2 separate regions of the Gossypium hirsutum genome follow, and region 2 is linked to region 1. Evidence: chromatin contacts called from public Hi-C data. All regions are on one chromosome and are shown on one strand. The core of a region is the stretch at or near the end of the contact, and the rest is flanking DNA. Distances in the headings are between cores, read along the strand shown.

The links. A called contact is a pair of places that touch in the nucleus more often than the background predicts.
Region 2: a contact with region 1 is called in a Hi-C map of leaf, with 1.7 times the contacts expected there. The contact joins two enhancer-like sites. A contact is called at or near these places in 2 of 34 Hi-C or Micro-C datasets (both in leaf).

Annotation. Positions count from the first base shown.
Region 1 is chrA07:87,699,729-87,705,912 of Gossypium_hirsutum_v2.1, forward strand. It overlaps the pseudogene LOC107956387. Among protein-coding and RNA genes, the nearest start is that of LOC121231797, 14 kb to the right of the region's middle. Within about 2 kb of position 2,928, at least 9 of the 9 cell types and tissues checked have an H3K27ac peak or open chromatin away from gene starts, as enhancers often do. A contact at or near this core is called in leaf, where this site is marked.
Region 2 is chrA07:87,983,355-87,989,538 of Gossypium_hirsutum_v2.1, forward strand. No RefSeq gene overlaps it. Among protein-coding and RNA genes, the nearest start is that of LOC121203754, 32 kb to the right of the region's middle. Within about 2 kb of position 2,892, at least 3 of the 9 cell types and tissues checked have an H3K27ac peak or open chromatin away from gene starts, as enhancers often do. A contact at or near this core is called in leaf, where this site is marked.

The sequences.
Region 1 (6,184 bases), core at 1,678-4,177:
ATAGAGGTTAAGACCATAAATAACAAAAAAATTAAAGGAATATTCGACCCCAAAACCTCATACACACAAGCACAACACCTATCCAATGAACCAAATTTACTCACTCGACATAACTTTCACAATCTTAATTAAAAAATCAGAACATGATCACTCTTGATTTCACTTAATTTCTTCTAACCTGGTATTTAGAATGTCACAATTGAAATATACTTTCATGACCTTTGATATATATAAATAAATCACTATTTTCATCATCGGATCAAATCAATTTATCGAGTTGAAAATTGATCGATATATTGATCTAGAAGAAAGAGTTGAATTGATTGATTTGGGAACCAATTTGAACCGATTTTTTTAATTTTTAATAATTTATTCATGTTAGGATCAACCTGATTAAGCAGCAAACAAGAAAAATAGAGGAATAAATTGAGAAATTGAACACGCAAATTTAACGTGGAAAAACCCCTCCAAAGAGGATAAAAAACTACGGGTAAAGATAATTTTACTATGATGGCAAAAGAACGAAGAGTACAAAAGATGGAGATAAAGACTAAACCCCGAAAACTCGAAAACAAAGAACCATCAAAACGTAAACACAAAAATCTCTAAAGTGTTATGAGTTCTAATATCTAATGGGTGTGTTTTTCTAAGGTTGTAAAAGAGCCTATTTATAGGCTAAATTTATAGGTCAAATAATAATAAAATAATCTAAACTAATCCGTGTTTGATTAAAATAAGTAAACAGAGTTTAACTGAAAGATTATTTTTCAAATTTAATTGAAAATAAGAGTCGTATTTAACAATTCAATTAACTGGTTTGATCACAAAATTATGATTTAATATGAATTTTAATTATTGAGTGCTAATTTGACCAGAATCAATCTTGTTCCAGAGTTTAATCATGAAATATTGTGTGATAGTTGATTACTTCATGCTTTAACTACATAGTTGGGGTTCAATACTTATCCGTAATAATAAAGTATATTTTATGTACCTTTTTGAAAAACACACGTAAAAAAGGAATTATTTTTTGTAGCTGGAGGTTGAATACGCTATCTATTTTGCATATTTGCTTCAATCAAAATTTTTTGTTTAATGAAAGCAGATGGTGGAGGGAGAATTTTTTCCGGGGAAAAAAAATACTAAATACTCAATAACCTCTTTTAAAAATTACAGTTTGAAAATAAAGAAAAAAAAAAGGAGAAGCTATTTGTCGAGAAGCGTCAGAGCTGAGTTGCATAGCCAGGTGTGACAACTCAGTTTAGAGTTGGAAGTAATGGCCTCTGTCTGTCGACTCGGTCACATGCTCTGTATTATTGAATTGCATTGCAATTCTCTCAAATGTTATTTGCTTTTACGATACAGCAGCCCACTGCTTTTTGTCCAAACTCTATGCACATTATGAAGGCACTTATGTTACAAATGGGATTATGTTTTGTTTTATAAATTAAATTTTATATATTAGATTAAAAAATAAATTTGATTTTTCTATTAAAATTTTTATTCATTATTATTATTAAAAATTATTCTTTATATGTCTACTTATAGTATAAATAGCATATAATGTATAACAATTTAATTATTTTATTAGTAATGCTAGTTTTTAATAATAGAATTAGATATAATTTTAAACTAAAAAGATTAATTTGTCCTTTGATTTAATATGTAGGGACTAATTTGTTCATTTTTTTTAGTAAAATGGACAAAATGTAATCTGACTCTTATTAGGGGTGAGTATTCGATTAAATTGAGTGAAAATAATGTCGAGTTAATAGAGTTGACAAGTCATATTTTATCTTTTTAATTTAATTTAAAATATTTTTAAATTAAATCGAGAGAAATAAAATTTGAGTCGAGTTAAATTAAAAAATTAAACAGAATAATTAATTTATACTTCAGGTGTCTATGTTGGTTCTTTTAACCTCTTCTTGGGACGAGTTTTATTCCTCATCAAAATTCGTCAAGCTATTGTCGGATTCAGCGACTGTTGTCAGCTCTTTTGGAACATTTTACGTCTGGTCAATTTGGGCAAGAATCGTGTCTATTTCTTTAATGGCAACAACTGAAGAGCGTGATAAATTACTCAAAGTGTCAGTCCCCTGTTTCGGCATTGCGGTACTTTGATGAGGAGGGGTAGACGGTGCTTCAATTTCTTGTGATGGGTTATCAACAACTTTGACGGGGGGGAGCTTGGAGACCCTCCAAGTTTTCATTTAGCATTTCTTTTCATTCTTCCCATGTTTACTCAATGGAGAGAAAAAAAAACGAATGGAAAGGGATGGAGATAGGAACCGGCGAGTAGAGACTTAAAGTCCCAAGGAGGAGTCTTTCTTCTCTCTTTCATCAATAGAACGATAAGACTTTGAAGAATTTAATGCCCAACGGAATTCCTTCCAAAACAAAGAGAGAAGAAAGAGAAAATAAGTAAAAATAAAAAATTGTAAATGATCTCATATCCGACACAGCCCAAGAGACCCTCTTAGGCATTCAAACCAAATATCTGCTAATTGCTTCTTTGTTGAAATTTACTTCAATTCCACCATATTGTTTTCAACTAATTCTGGGATAAAGTAATGTCGAATCTCAATATGTTCAGTGCGGGAGTGCAATACCCAATTCTTCGAAATGTTAATTGTCACAATACACCATTAGAACGTGGTAATCCTGAAGCATTTGTTTTATCCAAATGAGTTAATGCAGCAACTTCTAGCCACTATATACTCGGCTTCAGTTGTTGAGAGCTTGCTATTCCAAGATACTAGATTATTCTCCCAAAAGAAACATCCCTCGGAGGTACTTTTTTAATTATCAACACTGCTAGCCCAATCTGCATCACTATATCCAACAAGAGCCATGTTTGTATCCATTGTGAACCAAAGCCCATAGTCAATAGTACCTTTCACATATTTGGTGACTCGTTTCACTGCTTTGAGATGTGATTCTTTTGGGTTAGTTTGAAAATGAGCACGTACACCCACGCTTTGATAGATATTTGGCCTGCTAGCCGTCAAAAAAAGTAAGCTTCCAAATATGCTTTGATAGATTGTGCTATCAATTGGGACATCTTTCTTGTCTATTCTGAGATTCTCACTTGAGCCCATGGGATTCCGAGCATTCTTGGCTTGCTCTAGTTTTAACTTTTTCACCATGTTAGCTGCATATATTTTTTGATTGACAAATATACTCCTCCTAGTTGTTTAACTTGTAATCCGAGAAAGTACGTGAGTTCTTCGATCATGGTCATCTCAAACTTGGATTTTATGAGCTGCATGAACTCGTTTCTTACCATTTATTTCAGATTTTATAAATACATTTTCAAAATAAAATAAAATAAAAAATCATCATTTATTTATATTTTAAGTAATACCATAAATTTATATTATTTATTAATATTTATTATAGTTGTTCAGTTATGAAGTCGGATTTTTTTTTACTTTAAATTATATTTATTTCGAGTTCAAGTTTATTAGAGGCTCAAACTTTTTTTATTTTAAATTCTGTTAGGCTCGAATTTTCTCAAACTTAAATTTTGTTAAAAGTAAACCTATTACAAACTTCAAAATTTTCGAACTCGGATTGACACCAACAACTTTTTGAGCTCTAATTATCATCCTCATGTCTTGGGTGTTACGTATATATATTGCTATCTTGTACATCAAATTTTACCGTTGTCTGGATTCAACCAACGTTGAATGGACAAATATCACCATATTCGACAATGTAAAAATTATAATTTAATAAAATAAAAAGGAAGAAATAGAAAACAGCTGCACTCTTTTTCTTCTTTCTTTTTCACTATAAGAAAAATTACAGAGAAAAAAAAACTGGGAATTTACAGCTTATGATACAACAAAGTCCATTCATCAGTTATGAATTAAAAAAATAAATAAAAGAAAAACAAACAAATCGAGGATACTCCTTAAAAACCGTATCCATGTCTTTTTTTGGTCACAATATAATATTACTATTTTATAATTAAAGTTTAAGAAAAATGATATGGCGTAAATCAATGTTTTCTGGTATAAGTATGGTTGGCTGCATTTTCCATCTCATCCACCAACTTGTTCCTGCATTATTATAAAATTAAACAAAAAAAATTGTTTATACATTATTTAATATTTATTAATTTTACGGAATTAAAGTTTCACGTATCTACAATTTTTCTCGATTTATACTTTACATCATTTATCTAAATCTTTATACTCACAAAAAAAATTATCCTTTCTGTTAAAAATTTTATTCATTTTTATTATAAAAAACTGATATAACTGACAAAATAACAAGGTAATTACACATAGCATGCTAAGTGTATCTCATGTTGTTTACATAGAAAGACCAAATTTTAACATTAAAAATTGATAAAAGTTTTAACAAAAGTCTAATTTACTGTTTGACCTAATAATAAATGACCTTTTCTTGAGTAAAGATGGATTAAATGCAATTAGAGACCTAGTCGAATGACTTCTTTTTTGTCTTCAACTTTATAAAAAAATTATTTTAGTTATTTATTTATTTAATTTATCTTTTTTAACTCTTAAACTTATAATATTTATCAAATCACTTTAAAATTGATAAAAAAATTAGCATTTGTTAACTTTATTATTGAGGTGTATGACAGAATGAATTAATTTTATATAAATTTAAAAAATTAAATTTTATTTTTAATTTTTAAAATTAAAAATTATTGAATTTAAGGAAAAAAATAATAAAAACCGAAAAATAATTTGTAAGTCATAAATATTACACGGTTTTATGTGCCATATCTTTTTCTTGTTTAAAAAACGAACACAAGAAAGAAAAGAGTAATATCATTGTTTTAAATGCCAATTAATGGCGCTAAAATAGACGCGCCAACAGGAAAATCTCGATTAAAACACTTATAAAGAGGGTAAATTACTATTTGGGGCTTGCCTTTATTTGAGGTTTGTGATGACAAATTTTCACAGTAAGGTATAAATTATTTTAAACCTTAAACTTTACTATTTAAATTTCAACTTGATAATTTTCCTCGCATTCGGGTTTAAATTTTTTTGTTTAAATTAGACTTTAAACTTAATAATTATTCACACATTAAAATTTGATTTTAATAATTATTTTCATATTAAAATATAAATTTTAGAGTTTTCAAAAATTAACTTAAATAAGAAAATAAATTTAATCCCAGTATGAGAATAATTACAAAATTTAATCTAATAAAAATTAAAATTTCCAATTGTAAAAGGAAACGTACCTTAATTGGCGGGGATTAGTATCTTTTCTGGTTATTCCCTCCAAGTCCTGCTGAAAATGCTTTTGAGTGTAATCCCTGTAAGTCTTTGAAGCGCCTTCTTAGCTCCGGCGAATTCCATTTCCGTCAGAATCTGGAGATGCTTATTGGCTCCGGCAGCCACTAGTATTTTCCTACAATCACCGCTTCCTCCAGCCAACAGCGCTGTCACCAGCATCAACGGGTACTTCTTAAAAACAGTATCATTTTTGGGATCCAACATCTGCACCAATCTCATCACACTCTTCTCACCTTTAGCCAGCTCCGTCCTATTTGACCGGACAGTCAGTAGCGAAACAATGGCTTGCGCCGCCGCGTCTTGTAACCCCACTGGCTTTGGAGATTCCATTAACTTTACCAAAGAACCCATACAACTAGAAATTGCTCGCTTGTTTCCCTCACTAATTGATAATTTCGATAAGAGGGAAGCTGAAATCTGTTGTAAAATCATGTTCCCGTGCTTGATAAATTCACCCAATTGGATAATGGTGATAAAATCTGTAAATTGGAATCCGTTACCGAAAGGGAACAGATTGTACGGAGAACATGCTCGATTGTATCTGAATTTGATAAATCTTGAATCATATGCATCAATCTTGGCAACCCTTTTTCTTGTATAATCAAAGCGCGACAATATTCACCGGAAGAAGCCAGTATAGAAAGGCAATTGGCTACTTTTTCTTGTGTAGCGGTGTTACCAGAGACTAATAACTGGACTAAAACAGGAACCGCGCCTTCTTCACCCAAAGCCAGTCGAATATCTTCTACAGAAGCCACGTTTCGAAGAGCGCCAACCGCATGGGTTTGGATTGGTTGGGAGCCAGATCGGCAAGCTTCTATCAAGGCCGACCCCCCCCGTATGCTGAAATTGCCCAGGCGTTTTCGGGATCGGCGGTGATTGCTTCAACAGCAATGGCG
Region 2 (6,184 bases), core at 1,642-4,141, 280 kb after region 1:
TTCAGAGGGGAAAAGTGGCGGGTTAGCTCTGCTCTGGAGGGAGGGAGTGAATGTTGCGGTGCAAAGCTACTCTAAGTACCACATCGATTCAGTGGTTAGCATGGATGATGGAGTAACATTGAGGTTCACGGGTTTTTATGGCCAGACCAATCCTAGTTTAAGGCAACAAGCCTGGGACATGCTGCGGAAGGTGCAGAGCAGGGTAAATGAAGCTTGGATTGTGGGAGGTGATTTTAATGCCATTTTGAATAATTCTGAGAAGGAGGGTGGGCGTAGGAAGCTTAAGACCCATCTGGATCAGTTTAGTGATTTTATGGAGGAGTTAAATTTGACTGATGTCAAGACTTGCAGCGGCTGGTTCACTTGGACTAATAACAGAGATGGCACTAGGCTTGTTAAGGAGCGGCTAGATCGTTTTGCTATTTCTGAGGTTGCGATGGAAAAAATTCCTTTCCTTTTGGCTTATATTGTGCACCAGTCTAAGTCCGATCATGAAGCTATTCTTCTGGACACGAACGGGAGTAAACCTAAGGACAGGGGTGTTGATCATCGTGTGTGGTTTAGATATGATACTTGTTGGGGTAAGGAGGATGAGGCTAAAAATATTATCAATAGCACTTGGGCCGTTGGGTGGTGTAATACGTTGGATAAGATGGAGCGGATTCGGGACAACCTGGGCCCGTGGCAGTATAAGCAGTATAGAGGGATGAAGCATAATATTAAAAGGTTGGAGAAGGAGATCAACGAGATTATGGATGGCCCTACGAATGATGGTTCTATGAGCCTCCTTAAACATGCGCGGGGAAAACTGGGCAGTTTTTACGATATGGAGGAGACGTATTGGGCGCGTAGAGCGCGAGCCCAATGGCTGAAGGAAGGGGATAGAAACACGCGCTTCTTCCACGTTCGGGCTTCGGGGCGTAGGAAAAAGAATAGCATTGAGAGGTTAAAAGATGCGCATGGTGTTTGGCATGACGATAAGATGGAGATTTTCCACATCGCTTGGAGTTACTTTCATGACCTTTTCAAGACGTCTATTACCAGGGACACTGAGAGTGATATTCATTATGTTCCCGTTTGCATCAATGAGGATATGAATAGAAGGTTGGACAGAGAGTTTACGAATGAGGAGATCATGATGGCCTTCAAGCAGATGGATCCTCGTAAGGCCCCGGGGGTTGACGGGCTTTCAGGAAGTTTCTTTAAGGAACATTGGCCTACTGTGGGGGGTGATGTTCTTAGGTTATGCCATGATATCTTGAAGGGCTCTAGAAGTGCCGAGTGTATCAATGAGACTTTGATTGTTTTGATCCCTAAAATTATGAATCCGTGTGACATGGCTAACTTTTGTCCAATCAGTCTGTGCAGGGTGATTTACAAGATGGTTTCTAAGACCCTGGCAAATAGGCTTAAAGAGGTCCTCCCCATGTGTATTAGCCAGAACCAGAGTGCCTTTGTTCCCAACCGGATGATCCATGACAATGTCCTTGTCGCCCATGAGCTCATGCACTACCTCCGTAGCTCCAAGAATGGTCCGAACAAGGGTTGTGTGGTCAAGCTCGATATGAGCAAGGCCTATGATCGTGTGGAGTAGAGTTTTCTTGAGAAAGTGATGACTAAAATGGGTTTCTCTAATGCCTGGATATCTAGAGTTATGGATTGTGTGTGCACTGTCCGGTATAGAGTTAAAAGTAATACGACTCTGTCCGATGTTATTATCCCGGAGAGGGGTCTTCGACAAGGGGACCCTTTGTCCCCCTATTTGTTTTTGTTCAGTATGGATGCCTTATCTCGCATGTTGCTTCATGCCCAAGAGCTGAAAATTATTAAAGGCGTTCGGGCTAGTAGGCAGGGCCCTAGGATTAACCATCTTTTTTTCGCTGATGATGCGCTTTTGTTTGTCAAGAATAACCAAAAGGAGGTGGAGGCTTTCACTGCAATTCTGGAATCGTTCGAGAGAATGTCGGGCCAGAGGGTCAATTTGGACAAATCCATGGTTTACTTCAGTCCTAACACTCCTGCTTCTCAGCAAGTGACCTTGAGTGGTTTGCTAAAAATAAAGGTGGTGCCAAATTTGGATGGTTACCTTGGTCTCCCTATCTCGATTGGGAAGAATAAGTCAGCAGCTTTTCAGGGTATTATTTATTGGGTGGCCAAAAGGATTCATGGTTGGTCAAAAAGGTTATTGTCTAACGGTGGCAAGGAAATTTTTGTCAAGTCCATTCTTTAGTCTATTCCTACCTACGCGTTCTCGGTGTTTTTTGCTCTTGATGGTGTCCTTGAGGAGATCCAAGCTTTGATCAGACGCGTTTGGTGGGGGGGAAAGGATAATAATAGGGGTTGGAACATGATGGCTTGGGAATGGTTGTGCCATCCAAAAGGGATGGGGGGTCTTGGCTTTAGGGACCTCCGCCGGTTTAATGTGGCTCTCCTTGGTCGGCAAGTCTGGCGTCTTATAAATTGCAAGGAGACGCTTTGTTTCAAGGTGCTGAGTGCTAAGTACTTTCTCGATGGTGATGTTTTTAATCCCAAGAGCATGGACAAACCCTCCTATACTTGGCACAGTATTGCTAAGGTAGCTAGCATGCTGAATGCGGGTTTTGGGTGGAATGTTGGTAACGGCAGGAGTATTGATATTTGGCACGACAAGTGGGGTTTTGAGGGGCTGGCTGGTGACTCCATTCGGTTTGACAAGAGGTGGATCCAGGAGAATAACGTGAGTGAGCTTTTGATGGAGAGCGGGGACGGCTGGCAGGAGACTAGGGTCAAGGAGATTTACGGCGATTATTTGGGGGACCAGATTTGTAAAATTCCCATTATTCATAATGGTCCGGACGATAGGCTTATTTGGTTCCACAACCCTCACGGTTCTTACACGACAAAATTCTGCATATTCTTGGTTGACCCTTAAGCACGTAGGGTATGGTCCTCACCGAGTCTTTTGGCGACTTACGTGGAAGCTTCAAACCCTCCCTAAGATTAGAATTTTTTGCTGGCGGCTGGGCCACGAGCATCTTCCTACAAATGAAAAAATAGCTTGCATTCGGAGTGGCTTCGATAGTACTTGCCCGAGGTGCGGTGTGGAGAAGGAGACCCTGATTCACGCTTTAAAAAACTGTCCGAAGGCTCGTGCAGTGTTAGAGTATGGTGGGCTTAATAATACCTTGCTGGAGCGAGATTACGTTCGGTGCAGTGACTGGATTGAAGGAGCGGCGCGTCTGTTGGATAAGAAGGCCCTGTCTGACTTCATTATTGTCTTGTGGAACATTTGGAACAGCAGGAATAATCGTATTTTTCGTGGAGAAGACGAGGTAGCCAAGACGACTTGGGAGAGAGCCGCTTTGTTGAGCCATGATTTCCGTATTTTCAATCTGCTGAATGAGCCTGTTTTGCCGCGTAAGGTTGAGAAAAAAGTCTGGAGAAAACCTGAGCAGGGTTGGATAAAAATGAATTTCAATGCCTCAGCCAAAGGCCAAAGAATGTATTTTGGGTTGGTGGCTCGAGACTTTGATGGCTTTGTCTTGGGTGGAAGGATGGGCGTGGTGGACAATGAGGGACATAGTGATTGGGCGGTGCTGTTGGCACTGGAAGAGAGTATCCATTTTGCCCGGTCAACGGGATGGAATACAGTGGAGCTAGAGACAGATTGCGCCAGTATTCTTAACCGCTATAATAAGAGGGGCAGTGACTTGACGACTTTCGGCCATTGCATGCATAGGATTCACTCTGAGCTAGTTCTGTTTAGTAGTTTTACTTTTAACTGGGCTCCGTGTTGTTGTAATAAAGTTACGAATAAACTTTGTTCTTTGGCTTTGACCAATTTTTGTACTTTGGATTTTAACATGGATTATCCTGCCGATATTCATGAGTTGGTTTTCAATGATGCAATAAAATAAGGTTGACCTGCGGGTCGTTTTCTATCAAAAAAAAAGAATGTCGCCTCGTAGCTGGTAGCCTGGTAGCAGCGCCTGGTAGCGTGTTTTTTCTCCAAGAATTGGGCGATTTCTGTTCTTGTTTTTGTGTGTGTGTCTGCCTTATTCGGTTGAATGTTATTGCAGTTGGGGTGGGTTCTGAGTGTGTTTCGTTTGTTTATGTGGATTGTTTTTGAGTTTTGTTATCGTTTTGCTTTGGATGGTTGCTGTACGGTGCCTTTACTTTGATGCGATAGGCTTCTGGCGGTGTTCCTGGTCTGACAAGACGTTTCCTGCAGAGCTTTTGCTTCTTTCTTTACGGTGACTTTTGTCCGTTTTACTTTTCATTGGTTTTTGTTTCTTCATTTGGTATTGTATTTATGTTTATTGAAATTTGTGCTTGAATGCTGGTTAGTGCGCTGGGGGCCACACGGTGGCCGGGTTCTTTTCCTTATTGCGACTTTTCCTCGTTCTTTTTTATGCATCCGCATGAAAGTGGGTTTTTCTTTATTTCTCAACGTACAAAGTGCATGTTTCATGCTTGCAGGGTTCTACGTATTTTGTGTCATGTTTAGTGATCTTTATTAAGCTGATCGCTTTCTTTTTTCCAATGGTGTTTTCTTTATTGCTCTTGCTGGGTTGTCGCCTTTTCCGTGGCTGTCTTTTGCTTGTTCAGATGTCGAGATATCGCATGGTTTCTGTATGCTGAGGGTTATCCTGTTGATTCGTTTATTTTGGTTGGTTTCTTTCGGGTTTTTCGCAAAGCTTGGTTTCTCTGTTTTTTTCCTTTGTACAGGTTTGTTTCTTGGGGAGTGCCTCTCGTCTTTTCCTTTGGGAGCTGGGCTTCCACTGGTGGGTGCCATCTCTGCATGATTTATGTTCCTTGGGCTGTGTTGTTCGGTTTTCTTGCTCGAGCGCTGATTCCCTGGGTCGGCGGGTTGGCTTTCCTGCGAGCCCACCTTCTTTCTTTCTGGTTGGTCTTGGTTTCTTGGTTGTTCTTTGACGGAAGATCGAAGATCTTCAAGTTCAAGCTTTACGGGGTGATTTATCATCTCTTTTCTTGACGCATCAAGGGTTTCGAAAAGGGATAAGCTCTTTCTTTGTCCTGGCGATTTTAGCGTTTCAAAGGATAAAGATACGTGGGGGAGAAAAACCAATGAAGATTCTCTGCTGGAACTGCCGTGGGATTGGTAACCCAGCGACAGTCCGTGAATTAAAGCAAATGTCGTTGCTAATGACCCTGATATAGTCTTCCTTAGTGAAACAAAAATTAATGCTAATAAATTCTCTTCTGTTCGCAGTAGGTGTAAAATGGAAGGATGCTTGGCTGTTAACGCGAACGGCAAAAGTGGTGGACTGGTCATGATGAGGAAGGAAAGTGATAAGGTCAAAGTTCAAACATATTCCAGTAATCACATTGACTCGATAATCAAGCTGGAGAATGACAATCCCATTCGGTTCACGGGATTCTATGGAAATGCCGAACCAAACAAAAGACAGTGCTCGTGGAATATGCTGAGAAGGGTGGGTCAGTCTGTTGCGGAGAAATGGATCATTGGGGGTGATTTCAATGCTATTCTCGACAATGCGGAAAAAGAGGGGGGTAGGAGAAAGCCAAGTGCTCTAATGGAGGACTTTCGGGAGGTTGTCGATGAGCTCTCAATGGTTGATTTGAAAACTGATAATGGATGGTTTACCTGGGTTAATAACAGGGATGGTACGGCGTTGGTTAAGGAGAGACTTGACCGGTTTTTAATGTCTGCTAATGATGTGGCGAGGTTCCCCTTTATGGAAACCAAGGTGATCCGTCAATCTACTTCAGACCATGATGCCATCATTTTAGATACTGAAGGACGGAAGCTGAGAGATAGACATAGAGATCCTAGGCTTTGTTTTAAATACGACGTTTGCTGGGCTAAAGATGTGGAAGCAAAGAAAATCATCAAGGAAGCGTGGCAGAAATGTTCCAAGGATATAATGGGAAAGATCGAGATGGTGGGTAAAAAGTTTGGTGGATGGCAATATAAGAAGCTTAAACAAATGCGTAACCAGATGGGTACCCTGCAGGTAAATATAAACAACGTCATTGATCGCCAGGGGGGTACGTATGCGAGTAATAAGCTCAAAGCTTTGAGAATAAAGCTGGGCAAGCTGTTGGATGAAGAGGAGAAATATTGGGCCCAGCGCTCTAGGATCCAATGGTTAAAAGAAGGGGATAGGAATACCCGGTTTTTTCATGTGAGAGCCACAAACAGAAGGAAAAAAAATAACAT